Regions from separate parts of the Mus musculus genome. Here all the other regions are linked to region 2. The links are chromatin contacts, called in public HiChIP or PLAC-seq maps. All regions are on one chromosome and are shown on one strand. The core of a region is the stretch at or near the end of the contact, and the rest is flanking DNA. Distances in the headings are between cores, read along the strand shown.

Evidence for each region. HiChIP or PLAC-seq counts read pairs in DNA pulled down with a chosen protein or histone mark.
Region 1: an HNF4G HiChIP or PLAC-seq map of pancreatic cancer cells shows a contact between it and region 2. The contact joins the enhancer-like site here to the promoter of Ap5z1 in region 2. A contact is called at or near these places in 1 of 39 promoter capture datasets (pre-B cells), 2 of 484 Hi-C or Micro-C datasets (both in embryonic stem cells), 2 of 115 datasets of contacts at active chromatin or transcription factors (bone marrow-derived dendritic cells and pancreatic cancer cells) and 2 of 9 other capture datasets (liver and pancreatic islet).
Region 3: a contact with region 2 is called in an HNF4G HiChIP or PLAC-seq map of pancreatic cancer cells. The contact joins the enhancer-like site here to the promoter of Ap5z1 in region 2. A contact is called at or near these places in 1 of 39 promoter capture datasets (embryonic stem cells), 1 of 15 datasets of contacts at CTCF or cohesin (embryonic stem cells), 4 of 484 Hi-C or Micro-C datasets (the G1E-ER4 cell line, the HPC-7 cell line, palatal mesenchyme and 1 more) and 5 of 115 datasets of contacts at active chromatin or transcription factors (embryonic stem cells, epiblast stem cells, pancreatic cancer cells and 1 more).

Annotation. Positions count from the first base shown.
Region 1 is chr5:142,918,977-142,924,052 of GRCm38.p6, forward strand. No RefSeq gene overlaps it. Among named protein-coding and RNA genes, the nearest start is that of Actb, 15 kb to the left of the region's middle. Within about 2 kb of position 1,960, at least 191 of the 459 cell types and tissues checked have an H3K27ac peak or open chromatin away from gene starts, as enhancers often do. A contact at or near this core is called in bone marrow-derived dendritic cells, embryonic stem cells, liver and 2 more, where this site is marked.
Region 2 is chr5:142,462,020-142,466,620 of GRCm38.p6, forward strand. It overlaps Ap5z1 (adaptor-related protein complex 5, zeta 1 subunit), which reads left to right and starts at 1,912. Exons shown (of 17, transcript NM_172725.2): 1 at 1,912-2,116; 2 at 4,239-4,373; 3 at 4,471-4,601. The coding sequence starts at 2,076.
Region 3 is chr5:142,875,693-142,880,357 of GRCm38.p6, forward strand. Fbxl18 (F-box and leucine-rich repeat protein 18) reads right to left here. Exons shown (of 5, transcript NM_001033312.3): 4 at 2,966-3,184. Among named protein-coding and RNA genes, the nearest start is that of Fbxl18, 17 kb to the right of the region's middle. Within about 2 kb of position 1,894, at least 59 of the 459 cell types and tissues checked have an H3K27ac peak or open chromatin away from gene starts, as enhancers often do. A contact at or near this core is called in epiblast stem cells and pancreatic cancer cells, where this site is marked.

The sequences.
Region 1 (5,076 bases), core at 710-3,209, 460 kb after region 2:
AAAACAAAACAAAACAAAACAAAACAAAACAAAACAAAACCCAAAAACCAAAAATAAAAAAATAAAAATAAAAAATAAAAAATGTGCATTGTGATGTCATATTAATGTGTGATCTTGGGGATGAACAAGAAGAAGACAAGGGTGTGACTTAACAGAGACCCAGAGACAAGGGGGCTGCTTGTTATGCTGAATAGTTTTCTGTTAGCCTGGTACAAGCTTGCGGATCGAGGAGGGAACGTCACTTGATGAACTCCCCCAGGAGACTGGGCTGTAGGCTGAAGGCTGGAGTTGAGCCTAAGGAGCAGTTTCTTAATTAGTGACTTATGAGGTGGACCCAGCCCACGGTGGGTGGGGCCACCCTGAGCTGGTGGTCCTGGGTTCCATAAGAAAGCAGGCTGAGGGCTGGTGAGATGGCTCAGTGGGTAAGAGCACCCAACTGCTCTTCCAAAGGTCCCGAGTTCAAATCCCAGCAACCACATGGTGGCTCACAACCATCCATAACGAGATCTGACTCCCTCTTTGGGAGTGTCTGAAGACAGCTACAGTGTACTTACATATAGTAGAAAAGAAAAAGAAAAAGAAAGCAGGCTGAGAAAGCCATGGGGCGCAAGCCATTGCCTCCAGGTCCCTGCTCTCTTTGACTTTCTGTCCTGATTTCTTTCAGTGACAGACTATGATGCAGAATCATAAGCCAAATAAGCCCTTTCCTCCCCAGCTTGATTTTGGCCATGATGCTCATCACAGCAATAGGAATAGGAAGCCCAGCTGAGATCCTGTCATGCCATCCATGGCTTGGTGGTTAAGAGCCCTGGCCACAGCCAGGGGTGTGGGGGATGGGTGTGGGTGTAAAGGTGGCACACACCTTTAATCCCACCTTTAATCTCAGGAGGCAGAGGCAGGTGGATCTCTGAGTTTGAGGCCAGCCTGATCTATAAAGCACATTTCAGGACAGTCAGGGCTACAGAGGGGAAACCGTGCCTTGAAAAACAAACAAAGCCTTGGCTGCTCTTGCAGAAACACAGGTTAGGTTCCCAGGACCCTCTCAGCGGCTCACTAACAACTGCAACTCTAGTTACCTCTTCTAGTTTCCGTGGGCACCAGTACCAGGCATATAAGTGGTGGTGCACAGACATACACATAGGCAAAGCTCTCACACACATAAAATACAACTTAAGGGGCTGGCAAGATAGCTCAGCGGGTAAGAACACCAACTGCTCTTCTGAAGGTCCTGAGTTCAAATCCCAGCAACCACATGGTGGCTCACAACCACCTATAACAAGATCTGACACGCTCTTCTGGCATGTCTGAAGACATACAGTATACTTATGTATAAAAATAAATAAAAATCTTTAAAAAAATACAACTTAAAAATATAAGATATAAAACTGCACTCATATATATGTATATGCATTGTATTATATATGTTAAAAGCAGAACTACTAATAGGAGAAATGATTGTATATGTAAAACAAACAAATATAAGCTCCTTTGCCCTTCCTGTGTCTTCAGAACTGAAGCTGCTGCTAAGGTGGTCACACCCAGCCTTGCCAACTGTAGGCCTCCCCATTGGCCAGGCGGTGACTTTTGTCTTTTTTATTTATTTTATGTTTTGGTTTGGAAAGACAGAGGAAGGAAGGAAGGAAGGAAGGAAGGAAGGAAGGAAGGAAGGAAGGAAGGAAGGCAGGCAGGCAGGAAGGGAAGACGGAAGGGAAAGGAAAGAAAAAGAAGAGATAAGGAAGAAGGGGGGAAGGGCTGTCTTGACTCAATCCTGTATCAAAAGTGGGGGGCAGGGACGTTGTGTGGTAACTGTCTGGGGAGGTGTCCCAGTCCAGGAGGGTGTGACACCATCTTGGCAGGGAGTGTGTCTGACACGGGGACGGCTGATACCACACAGGCTGGGGAGGCAAGGCCTGAGCTAGCTTGGTGCTTACACCACATAGCGGATGTTGGCAGCAGGGAGCAGGGGTGTGTCACAGGAAGTCCTGAGCTCCGTGAGCAGCTAGTGACTCACCCACAGTACTCACAGTTCAGACTCCAGCCTCACTCTCCAGAGGCCCCCAGGGAAAGCAATGAAGTCTGATATCTCAGAATGCGGGAGGGGCCAGCCCTGACTGTGCGGCAGGGAGGGGGCCTTGCCAGGGTCAAGAGTCTTTGGGGTGGGTTTTATCGTCTGAATTGGAGTCCACCAAGGAGTGGTTTTGGAGGAGGGGTGGACAGAAGGGCATGTTGGGGAACTGCTAGTTCCTGATGTAGTAGACACTTTAGGAAGTGAGGTTCTCCTAAGGTGACCTGGGCTCCATGCTATTGTGTTGACCAACTCCCAGGCCGTCCATATCCACCTAAGAAAGAGCCCAGGCAAGTGAGGGCTGGGTCCACTGTAGGTATTTATTGGCGAGTCTTCTTAGCACTGCCTGTTCGTCCCCTTTTGATACTGATAATTCTGGGGCACGGCTTGGGAAAGGAAGGCCAAAGGGACATTATATTCTTGGCCCCAAGGGGACCTGCTGGACCTCAAATTGAGATTCCATTTTCTGACAGGGAAGTGGAGGATCCCATGCCTTCACTCAGCCTGGTTTCTGAATATTGGAGGGGTAAGAGTGAAGTGGGGCTGGAGAGATGGCTCAGCAGGGCAAGCCGGAGGACCCGGGTTCGAGTCCCAGCACCAACATGGCAGCTCACAAACCCTCTGTAGCTCTAGTTCCAGGGGATCAGGCAGCCTCCTCTGGCCTCTGCAAAGCACTGACCATGCAAGCAAGCAGTGCACAGACATGCATGAAGGCAAAACGCCCATATGCACAAAATTAAACATTTGAAAACAAGCCAGGCACACATGCCTTTAAACCCAGCACTTGGGAGGCAAAGGCAGGTAGATCTTTGTGAGTTCGGGGCCAGTGTGGTCTACAGAGTGAGTTCCAGGGCAGCTAGATCTACACAGAGAGACCTGGTCTTGGGGAAAAAAAATGAAAACAAGAGGTGAGAGTCTCCTGGGGTTGGGCAGAAATTAACATGTGGACCAGTGCCTGAGGAATGTGACAGAGGGCAGAATGTGTGCCCAACAGCCAGTTGCCCTGTGTGTAAGCTCCAAACCGGGTGTGGCAACACAAACTGGAAGGTTAGAGTTACTTCCTTGGGGAGGTAGAGGCAGGAGGAGCAAAAGTTTCAAGTCAGTTTTGAGTCCATAGAGGGTTTGAGGCTAGCCTGGGCTACATGAGACCCTGTCTCAAAACTAAAATTCAAAAAACTTGGTGGGAACTGGGGACCATGCCCCAGAACAGAGAACAGAAGGGAGACAGGATGACAAGAAGGCTCACTAAGAGCACTTGCCGCAAAGCCCAGTGACCTGAGTTTTGTGGCCCCAGGGTATACAGAATGGAGAGGCTTGTTTCTCAAAATAGGACCTCCACACGTATACCTGGGCATCCAGAACCCACAAACGTATGCCCATAAGATAGACCATCACCCAGGGCTACCCAGCAGAATGTGGCTTTGGAACTCAGCCAGGAGGTGAAAAAGTGCTGTAGCAGCCTAGAGATTCGCTGATGTCCCCAAATGCCTGGGACAAGGTTGCTTCTCTGGTATTGGGATGTCTGGGGCTCTCTGCACCTGGGACTTTGTTCTTAAAGGGCAATAAGGAAGCCACTGAGAGTGTGCGACAAGGAAAAGGCTAAGCCAGCATTCCAGAATACAGGTAACTTGATAAAAAGCCCTAAGGGACAGAAGGACTGCTCCGTGGGGAAAGGCACTCACTTGCTGCCAAGCATGATGACCTGAGTTGGGTCTCCAGAACCCACACGCTAGAAGGAGAAAACCCAAGTCTGCAAGCTGTCCTCTGCATGTCTTCTACACACATGTCAGGGCATGCACGAGCTCATGCCTGCAATAATACATACGTAAATAGGTGTGATAGAAGGACCTAGTAGGACTGCAAATTAAACTCACGTAGAGCCCAGACTTAGTGTGGGGTGAGCCCGGGTTTGCAAAATAAATGATCAACATAATAAATAATGATAATAATGAGCGGAAGACTAATAGCGCTGAAGGGATCTCAAAAAACTTGGATTTTTAAAAATAGGATGGGCTGGAGAGACGTCTCAGGAGTTAAGAGCATTTGTTGTTTCTCTGCAGAGGACCTGGGTTCAATTCCCACCACCCACATGGTGGTTCACAACCATCCTTAACTTCAGTTCCGAGGGAGTCTGATGCCCCTTTCTGATTTGCATGGACACCAAAGCATGCATACGGGCAAAACACTCCCACAGAAAATAAAGTGAATAAATGGAACAAAAAGGTTTTTTTTTTTAAATATGCAGCCAGGCATGGTGGCGCACGCCTTTAATCTCAGCACTCGGGAGGCAGAGGCAGGTGGATTTCTGAGTTCGAGGCCAGCCTGGTCTACAAAGTGAGTTCCAGGACAGCCAGGGCTATACAGAGAAACCCTGTCTCAAAAAAAAAATGCACTTATTTCATTTTGTATGTATGTGCACCACATGTATGCAGGAACCCAGAGGTGAGATGAGGTGTCGATTTCCTGGAACTGGAATTACAGGCAGATGTGAACAGCCATGTGGATTCTTGGAACCCAACCCAGGTCCTCTGCAAGAGTCATAGTAAATGGCTTCCAACTGAAGCCATTTGTAATTTGAAACAGTATCCATGGAAACATAGGTAGGGATCATACAGGTAATCCAGGGTTGTGGGTACCTTGCTCCAGTATGGAGATCTAGGACTTCTCCTGGGTTCCTGAGTACTGGGTGCGGCTGTGCTCACCTGGATGAAATGAGGAGGCGCTGAGTCTAACCTTGAAATGGGGAGTCACTGAGTCTAACCTGCTGTTGCAGTCTCTCGGCAGCTGGCCAGAGACTTTTGAGGGTTGTTAAGGGCTGGGGCTGGAGGCCAAGCCTGTCTTTCCAGCTACAAGGAAGGCTGAGGCAGGAAGATCAAAAGTTCAAAGCTACACAGTGAGTCCCCAGCCAGCCTCAAAATTAAAAGTAAAAAGAGGGCTGGGGCGTGGCTCACTGGTAGAGTCCCTGCCTAGAATCCCCCAGTGAGGGCTGGGAGCAAGGCTCAGTGGTAGAG
Region 2 (4,601 bases), core at 662-3,161:
AGGGTATGAGTGGTCCCTGGGAGTGGGTGACTGTGAAGGGCAGACCAATAGATAGCCTGGACACGCACTACTGCTTCTGGTCCCCAGGTGTTTCCTTGCATGCCTCCCAGGTGTGCAGTCCAGGAAGCCATGGGGTGAGGTAGAGTCTTGCCGGTGCCTGAGCTCCAAGGATGCAAGATGGTGTACAGATGGCAAGAGCTAGCCCATCTCCCCTGACTTTTGACACAGGTCCACCGCTGGGCCAGGGTGTGACAAAGGGGGTGGCATTTAATTTGCAGCTCGAAGTTCCAGAGGGTTAGAGTCTATGACCATTGTGGCAGGGAGCGTGGCAGCAGACAAGCAGGCATAGGGTTGGGGCAGTAGCTGAGAGTTTACATATTGAGACAGCCGCTGCAGGACAGAGTTGAGCTAATGGGGGATGCTTTGGGCACTTGACTGCAGGCCACACCCCCTAACCCTTCCCAAACAGTTCCACCAACTGGGGTCAAAACATTCAAGTATATGAGCCCATGGGAGCCATTCTCACTCAAGCCACCACCCCATGGCGGCTGCCTCAGAGCCCCTGGCATTCATCCTGACACTCAGCCAGGTGAGAAACAACCCACTTGTCCCTTTTTTCTGTGTACATGTTTTTGGGTGTGACTGCACCTGTGTGTGTATTTGTGTGGAGGCAGAGGACAACCTCAGCTGCTGTTCCTCAAGTGGGGTGTGTGTTCACATGCAGAGGCATAGGCATATGTACACTGGCCACAGGAGACGTGAGCAGATCAGAGGACAGCCTTCAGGTGCCCACCCTCATGGCTACTTACACCTTGTCTGAGACAGATTCTCTTTACCATCTCATAAGCCAGGGCGGCTTATCCTCCAGCCTCAGGAGAGTCTCCTGCCTCCTCCATCTCCTGTAGGTGTGCTGGGATTACAAATCCTTACACTACTGGGCTCAGGTTTTATGTAGCTTCTGAGGACCCAAACTCAGCCTGTCAGGCCTGTGTGTCAATCACTTTCAGGTTCTGAGTCTTCTTTCTTGCCCTACCTCTTCTCTGAGACAGAATCTCTCGTTGGCCTGGGACTTGCCAAGTAAGCTAGGGCCGGCCAGCAACCCTTAGGGATACTCCGATCTCCACTTCCTCAGTGCTGGGACTGCAAGTGTGGGTTTTATTTTTATATGGCCACCCAGGGATGGAACTCAGGTACTCATGTTCACTTTTACCAGCTGAGCCGTTTCTACTTCTGCCCGTTTCTCCCTGAAGCCTTGCTTATTACTAGGCCATGAGCACTAGGTATTGATTGGCAAGAGCCAGAAAGACACGGGTCCAAGTGTCTTTCCCACTGTGACAGCTCCTCAGTCTACTACCAGTTTCCTTTTTCTGTGTGTGCAATAGGCACCCATCTCCCAACCCAAATAGGTGAATAGTGCCAGGGCCTCATCTTAAAACCCAAGACTAGCAAGACATTGGGTATTTCTGCAGCAAAGAGCCTGACAGAATTTATAAAACGTGTCTGCCATACAGCTTTTGCTAAGGATGTTCTTTCTCTGCCACCAAGTCGCGCCCCCAGCCTCTCACTGGGGTAAATCTAGTCACCCTACTGCTAAACTATGTGCCTGCCTAGTCTCTCCAGGTCTAGAGTCTACCACTGGCAGTTCCGGGATCAAAGGAAACTGTTTCGGAGCCAGGAGTTCTGGGTTCCAAGGACCACGGTTCCATGACTCCCTGGCTGCTGACTGACGTGGAGAGAAGCCCAGGAGCTAGGCGGGAACTGGCTTCTGTACTGCAATATTTTGGCCAAGGCCTCCGCCCCGCCCCGCCCACCTGCCGCAGGACCGGAAGCTGGTCTGTCTTTTGCGCGGGGGAGTGGGAGGGATGGCCCTCCCACGTGGTGTGGCACCGGAAGCCGTCAGCTAGCGCTCCAGATTCTCCCACGTGATCCAGCCAGGACGCGGGAGGGTGGTGGCGGGGGTAAGAGGTGGGGCGAAAGAGGGCAGACACAGTCCGGTCACATGACACGTCATGTGACACGATCCCGGAAGTCCGCGGCAACGTTTCGGGCACTGGTGGGCTTGGAGCCGTGTCGGCATGTTCTCGGCGGGCGCGGAAAGTCTGCTGCACCAGGCCAGGTCTGCCGATCTGGGGCTGGGGCCACGGGGCGTGAGACGAAGCCGGGGAGGAGCGGGGAGGCGGTGGTCCCGCTGCACGGTTCGGGTCTCCGTGTGGCGCCGGGTCCGGGGCTCAGGGCGACCTGCGTGGAATGTGAGGCGCACAACTCAGCTAAGGGATCCTCCTCATCGTGTCTGGGTCCATGCTAGTGCTGACCCTGCACTGAGAGTCTAGGTTCTTTCCCAAATAGCCAGCCCAAGACTTGGTGGTACGTGATTCAGCGAAGGAAACGACTACCCGAAGCCCAGACCTGATGCATTTGGTAAACTGAAAATGCAAAGGGACAAATCTGGACTCTGAGCTGGGCCACTCGTGGGGAAAGTTTAGAATGGTTAAGATCTCTGGGATCTCCCAGAGCCTGAAAGAGTTAAAAGTCTGGAGTCTACGAACAAGACAGTACTCCGAAGACAGAGGGACTTAATAGGTAAATGACCTTGCCACCAAGCCTGACTCTCTCGATTCGACCCCCGGGGCTCGGGGAGGAAGAAGAAAATCAACTCCAGCAAGTTGTCTTTGGATCTCCACTCGAGCACCCCAACATGTACATAAATAAATGTAATAAATTAAAAAACAAAGACAGTTTTCTTAAGATCTATTAGGAAAATGGTTGGTGACCCAGCCACACAGTCTCCCCATGGGCCCACAGCCCTCCTTTGCCTTCAGTACTGGGTGGGTACTTTTCATTTTTAAGCAGTAACCTTTTCATGCCAACACAAAAATAACGCTATCCTGTCTCATAGCATCTGTGGTTTATCACTGCCCCAGTTGGGTACAACCCTGGGCCATTTGTATCTCCTTTTGCTCACCCAGCCTGTTCTCTAGGTGCCTCAATAAGACTCTGGGTGGAGGATGCAGGAAACAAAGCAGGCGAGGGTGGTAGGAAAGCTACTGGAGACCTTCCTCGGCCTGGGACATGTGGTACCTGCAGAGACAGTGCAGAACCAAGTTCAAGTACCTGACAGACAGGCTCAAAATGGGGGCAGTTTGCAAACCATCAGCCCTGTCAGGACACCATAGTGGGACTGTCAGCCATGATTTAGGAAGTTGGGGGCTCTCTTCCTCAGCGCCCACAGACAACTGATCCATTTATTTATTTATTTAGAGATGGCTGAGACAGAGTTTTACTGTGTGGCCCCTGAAACTCACTCTGTAGACCAAGCTGGCCTCAGACTCACAGAGATCCACCTGCCTCTGCCTCCCAAGTGCTGGGATTAAAGGCGTGCGCCACCACCACGCTGGGCAATTCCTTCATCATGGCCCTTTATTTTGTGGTGCTGGGAAGGAACCCAGCATGCATGTAGGCAGGCACCCCTTCCACCTCTTTTCCTTCCTTTTAAGCTTGGAATAGAAGCAAGGAAACACATTTCCACACTGAAGCCCGGCTCAGTCCTAGAGTGTTTGTGTTAGGCCAGCGACATCTCAGGCTTTCTTACAGTCTTACAGCCGGGAGTCTTTGCTCTTCAGTGTGGAAGCTTTGCATTGCTCTTCTCCCAAGGCTCAGGGAAGCGGCTTTCAACACGTGTGAGTGCTGCCTTTGAAGTTGAGAGTACTTCCTTATTATGTAAGGCCCTGGGGGTGGGGGGAGCCAGGCAAACACCTTGGGAAGATAAGGAAAGGGGATCAAGAGTTTGAGTCTGGGCTATGTAGTAAGTTCAAGGCCATCCTGGGCTACATTGCAAGACTCTAGGGTAAGAGGAGAGGCAGCTTGGACTAAATATCCCTGACTTTTGAAAGACTCATAAAACCTTTTACTGGCACGGAGAAGCTGAGGCAGGAGGATTGCTGCAAGCTCCAGGCTAGCCTGGGCTACAAAGTGAGGCCCTGTCTCAAAAAGCAAAGCCTTAAAAAACAGTGTTTTCTTTTTGCCACGGGAGCAACAGAACAAAGCTGTACGCCTCACCATTAATGGGTACCACTAGGAAACTGGGGGTGCTGCGTCTCAGTCCCAGGGGAGGAACCTGTCTGTGCCCCAGGTCCTATAAAATCACCCGCAGGCACTGTGAGCCTGGGTGACTGTTCCCTGCCTTCTCTGTCCCCCACTAGGGGCGTGGGTCAGCGCTGTGGTCCCCCTTCCTTCCTTAGGGAAATCCAGGATGAGGAGCTACGGCGTTTCTGCTCCCGGGTCACTAAGCTGCTGCAGGAAGCCCCAGGACCAGCCACCGTGGATGCCCTGCAGAGACTCTTCCTCATCGTCTCAGCCACCAAGTACCCCCGTAGGTGAGTGAGCAGCCCTGGACCCCTGTGCATCCTCCAGACAGGTCCCAGCCAGCTTTCCTGAGATGCCAGTGTTCTTGACATAGATCTTGCGTTCCAGGCTGGAGAAGATGTGTGTGGACCTGTTACAGACCACTCTCTGCTTGCCTGCCAGCCCTGAGCAGCTCCAGGTCCTCTGTGCTGCTATCTTGAGAGAGATGTCACCTTTTAACGACCTGGCCCTGTCCTGTG
Region 3 (4,665 bases), core at 644-3,143, 410 kb after region 2:
CACCTTCACTTTGCTACTGTCTGGGGTTGTGCCAGGGCCATCACGCGTGCTTCTGGGCTCAGGCCCTGTTGCAGGGAGGAGACAGGACCTAGAAAAGTCCCATATGGGGTTCAAGCTGTCATGCCTAGGTCATGTGGCAGCAGGCAGACATGAAGAGGAAGCCTTCTGGGAAGCCGAAGGCACCAGGTGGGATGAGTGGCAGTGGTTCCCATGTCACGGCTTACCCAGGGTGGGCAGGAGTGGGTCTGTCATGGACAGGTTCCAGTTGTGCCTGGGAGATGAGGCTGCTCCCCAGAGACAAGGTTGGGAGGAGCCTTGGGGTCTCAAGGCTCTACCTCCACAGTGCCACAGTATCACGGCGCCACAGTGACCAGAGGACACAGGGCCCTCCCCATTCCCAGGGTTTGCAAGGCCTGGCCCAAGTGGGAGAGCCCAAGGAAGCAGGGACGAATGAGGGATCCTTCCCTGCCGAGTCTGAAGTGGGGGTGAGAGAGAGAAGTCCAGGGTGGGCTTATCAGACAGCCAAGTGCATGGCCCAGACCCTGACGCAACAGCACTGTGGGCAGACAGCAGCAGGCAAGGCAACCATGCATCAGGTAGACCAGCACAAGTTTCTAGGGAAGATGGGAAACTGGACCGGTGCGGTGCAGAGATGTGTGGGCACTGGGTAAAGCGGAACTCTGATAGTCCCTGCTCACCAGCCTGGGAGGCCACTAACCCCCAAGGTCCACCAGGAACCTCTGTCACTGAGTCTGGACCCCAGGAGCTGAATTCAGACCTCATATGAGGCCAAAGAAGCCCAAATAGGGGAAGGACTTGCAGAAGAACACAGCCCCACATCCAGTGGGCTGCATGGTGCAACAGGAGAGAAAAGGAGCTGGCATGGGGACACACGCAGCTCATCCTGGTACTGGGGAGGGTTGAGATGTCAATGCCCAGAATGGCACCAAGAAGCAGGAAACCCCAAGGCTGAGACGTGGCTCAGCCAGCAGACTATTTGCCTGACGCTTCCGGGCCCCAGCATGGCATAAATCTAACGTGGCAGTGTATGCCTGTAACGACAAGACCTGAGAAGTAGCGAGCGGGCATCAGAAGGTTACGTTTATTCTGATTATTCTTCTCCGTGTTAGTGGCTAGTCTGGGCTACTTGAGACTCAAAAGAGAGAGACAGACAGACAGGCAGACACAGGACACAAAACCTGAAGGACAAATGTAGTCACCACACTGTGCAGGCATTAGACACAGGCAACCTAAATACAGATACATCCTGTGAGGTGGGAGAAGCCAAATCCAACCCCACAACATGAAGCCCCCGAGCCAGTTAAGGAAGGTGAGAAAGATGCAACTCAACTGCCCAGGGACCTGAGGCACGAGTACAGCCTGGCACGGGGACAGACACGAAGCATAATCCTGCCAGGAACCGACAGTGCAGTGCAGGGAGGAAGGGACCCCAGTCTTGCTGGCTGAGAGCTCCATCTACCCTGCTGGGTGAGGTGCTAGGAGGATTGTGGCTGAGGCAGGAGGATTGCCACAAATTTAAGGCCAGCCTGGGCTACTCCAAAAGTGCTCTATACCTATAACTTCAGCACTCAGGAGATGGAGGCGGGAGGATACGGAGGGGAAGGTCGTGTCCAGCATCACAGTGGGCTCAAGGGCAGCCTGAGCTACAAAAACCCTGTCTAAAAAAAGTTCTTAAGCTAAGCAAACAAAAGAAGCTTCAGGAAAGACGACAGACAGTACGGTTACTTTTCACAGACACCCTGGGCACCGGGTGGCTGGCTGCCAAGAGCAACACTGCCACCTGCTGGACGCCTGCAGCTCAGCGCCCTGCACAGCTGGGCAGACTGTAAGACCCAGAAAGGCTGCTGTCACCGTGGGGGAGGGGTGTACAGCAGAGCCACCACCCTGCAGATGGCAAGGCGGCAGCAGAGGCCTCCACAGAACAGCCTCTCTGCCAGTCTCTAGGGCCTTGCCCAGCCCCGAGGCTGCCAGCAATAGCAGAGAGGAAGGCTTTGTGCTGGCCTGGGTCAGGCCTCAGCGTCTGCCCTGAGGGTTTCTTCAGACCAGCCACTCTCTCTTTACTTACACTGTCTTAAGACAGGGTCTCATGTAGCCCAGGCTAGCCTCAAACTTGTTATGTAGTAGAGGACTTGAATCCTGCCTCCATCAGCAAGTGCTAGGATCATAAGCATGTGCTAACACATCTGTGGTACTACAGAGACTGAGATCTGTTTATGTATGTATGTATGTATGTATGTATGTATGTGCATGTAATGTGAGCTCACATAAGCTTATATGCCTCACATCTACACAGTTGCCCAAAGTGGCCAGGAGAGGCTATCTTGGCTGTCTTGGAACTTGACCTGTAGACCAGGCTAGCCTCTGCCTCTGGCGTGTTGGCATGTCCCAGCTGCAGTAAGATGACTTCTGAGTCATCTCTCCAGCCCCATGTTGTAAGAACTGACCCAGGGCTTAGTGTCAGCTGGGCAAGCACTCTACCAACTACGCTAAACTCCCAGCCCCTTACTTGCTTGTTGAAATGGCCTTGCTTATAGGCCAAGCTTGCCTTGAATTCACCAAGTATTCCAAATTCCCAGTTCTGCCTCAGCTTCTGAATTGCCGGGAGTCCAGCCTTTACAAGGATGAAGGAAGGAAGGGTCAAGAAGTCTTTCTTGGGCCCACATCAGACACAGTAAACTCAAACTTTGGCTTCTAGACTCCAGGATAAACTCTGTACCTGAGGCTAGCCCTAACTCCTGGGCTCTTTCTGTCTCAGCCTTCCATGGCTGAGACCAGAGACTATCCATGGGAACTAGTCCCCTGCAGCAGGCCAGGCCCTCTGATCATGCTGCTAGAATCTGGTGCTCCATCTCCTCAAAGTCGGTAACGGGCTGAGGACACTGAGTCCTGGGGACAGCAGTACTGTCTGAGACCTCCCGGTCAGCTGCCAGGCCTTGCCACTCACCTCCGGAGGAGCGACTGCTGCAGGCTCTTGCAGGTGGTAAGGGATTCTCCGGTGAACATGTGACACATGACGACCTGCAGGCAACGGGCCATAAAGGCCAGCACGGCATCTGGCTGCAGGGTGCCGCTGCGAGATACCAGGCACAGGCGCTGCAGAGACGAGCACTGGCCCAGTGCCTGGAAGAACTGAGCGTTGGCGTTGAAGTAGGGCTGCTCCAACCTGCAGAGAGATGGGTGTGAGCTCTAGGGACTTGACTCCAGGGATGAGTGAGGCTAGCCACTGCCTACAGACCTGCCAGCTCAAGGCTATCACATCCCATCTTCAGTATGCCCTCCCCCCAAACCCCCCCCCCCCCCCCAGTTCTCATACAGCCACAGCCACACCTGCTGGCCTTAGGGGACTTACATGCAACTGCCCTAGGGAGCCGATCTGATGGCAGAGATAGATCAGCCACCTGGACTTTTATTTTCAACGCTGGGAACTGAACTTAGACCACACATACACTAGGCAAGCACTTCACCACAGAACCGTATGCCCAGCCCTTTGGATTTTAAATCTTAGATGGGGTCTCGCTCCGGTGTCCTGGCCAGCCCTGAATTTAGTTTCCTTCTGCCATAGCTTCGCAGGGTGAGAAAGTGGCAGGTAAGAGGGATGCAGGGTCATGAGCAGCAGAGAGAGAGAGAGAGAGAGAGAGAGAGAGAGAGAGAGGAGAGAGAGGAGAGAGAGAGAAAGAGAGAGAGAGGAGAGAGAGAGAGAGAAGAGAGAGAGAGATAACCAGCCAGCCCATCCCAATGCTCCTAACAGCACGGGGTGGAAGCCCAGTGCCAGGCAGCAGTAGCTGCCACCTCCACCACTAGGTGGCAGTATGGACTTGCACTAAAGCCCAGGTATCCTGGGGCTTAGTTACACACTGTGTCCTATACATACTTTCAAACCTTTTTCTAAGTAGATAGCCACTTACAGAACTTTGCCCTAAAAGATGTTATGTGTCACAGAGGTCAACCAGTCACCCTCCAATTGTGGGGCCAATGAGCCCTTACCCTCTCCCCCGTGAACAAGGCTGGTTAGCACCCAGCACTGCCGGGGAACTATCTAATGTGGGTACCATCTGACATCTGAGGGTAGGCAGAGAACAAGGAAATGGGACCCACCCAGATTGGGCCACGTTCCACCTCCACGTCTTCCCAGCTGGCTCAAACTACCAGCCAGCAAGGACATGCTGCTCTGAGATGACTGCACCTCTCCCCTCTGATGCTGTACTCTGAGCCAGGGGGGATGAGGGAGAAGGTACCCCTGAGACTGTGCCAGGCCTGGCTCAAGTGGCTCTTGCTTCCACCCAGGCAGCCTAGGGTGACTCAGGGGAATACTCCGCCTCCAGTGTGGGAAAGGTGGCACCCTTTTCTGCCTGACACGTGATCCTCTCGCCATAGGGGTGCACTCCAAACCCACATCTAGAACAACCTGTCCTTGTGGCACCTCCACCCCACAGGGAGCCAGGCTGGTACCAGCTCAGGTTCATGGTAGGCTGGGGTGGAGGTGGTAGTAGGTGAGCCTGGGATTCCCAGGGCTGCCACCAGAACACCACCACCATCCCCAGGTAAATAAAGGTGTCCTTTAAGCCCCCATAAACCCAGGAAGCAAGCCCAGAGCACACAAAGCCTCCTGAGCCTATAGCTAGCTCCTGCCACCTACTGCAGCAT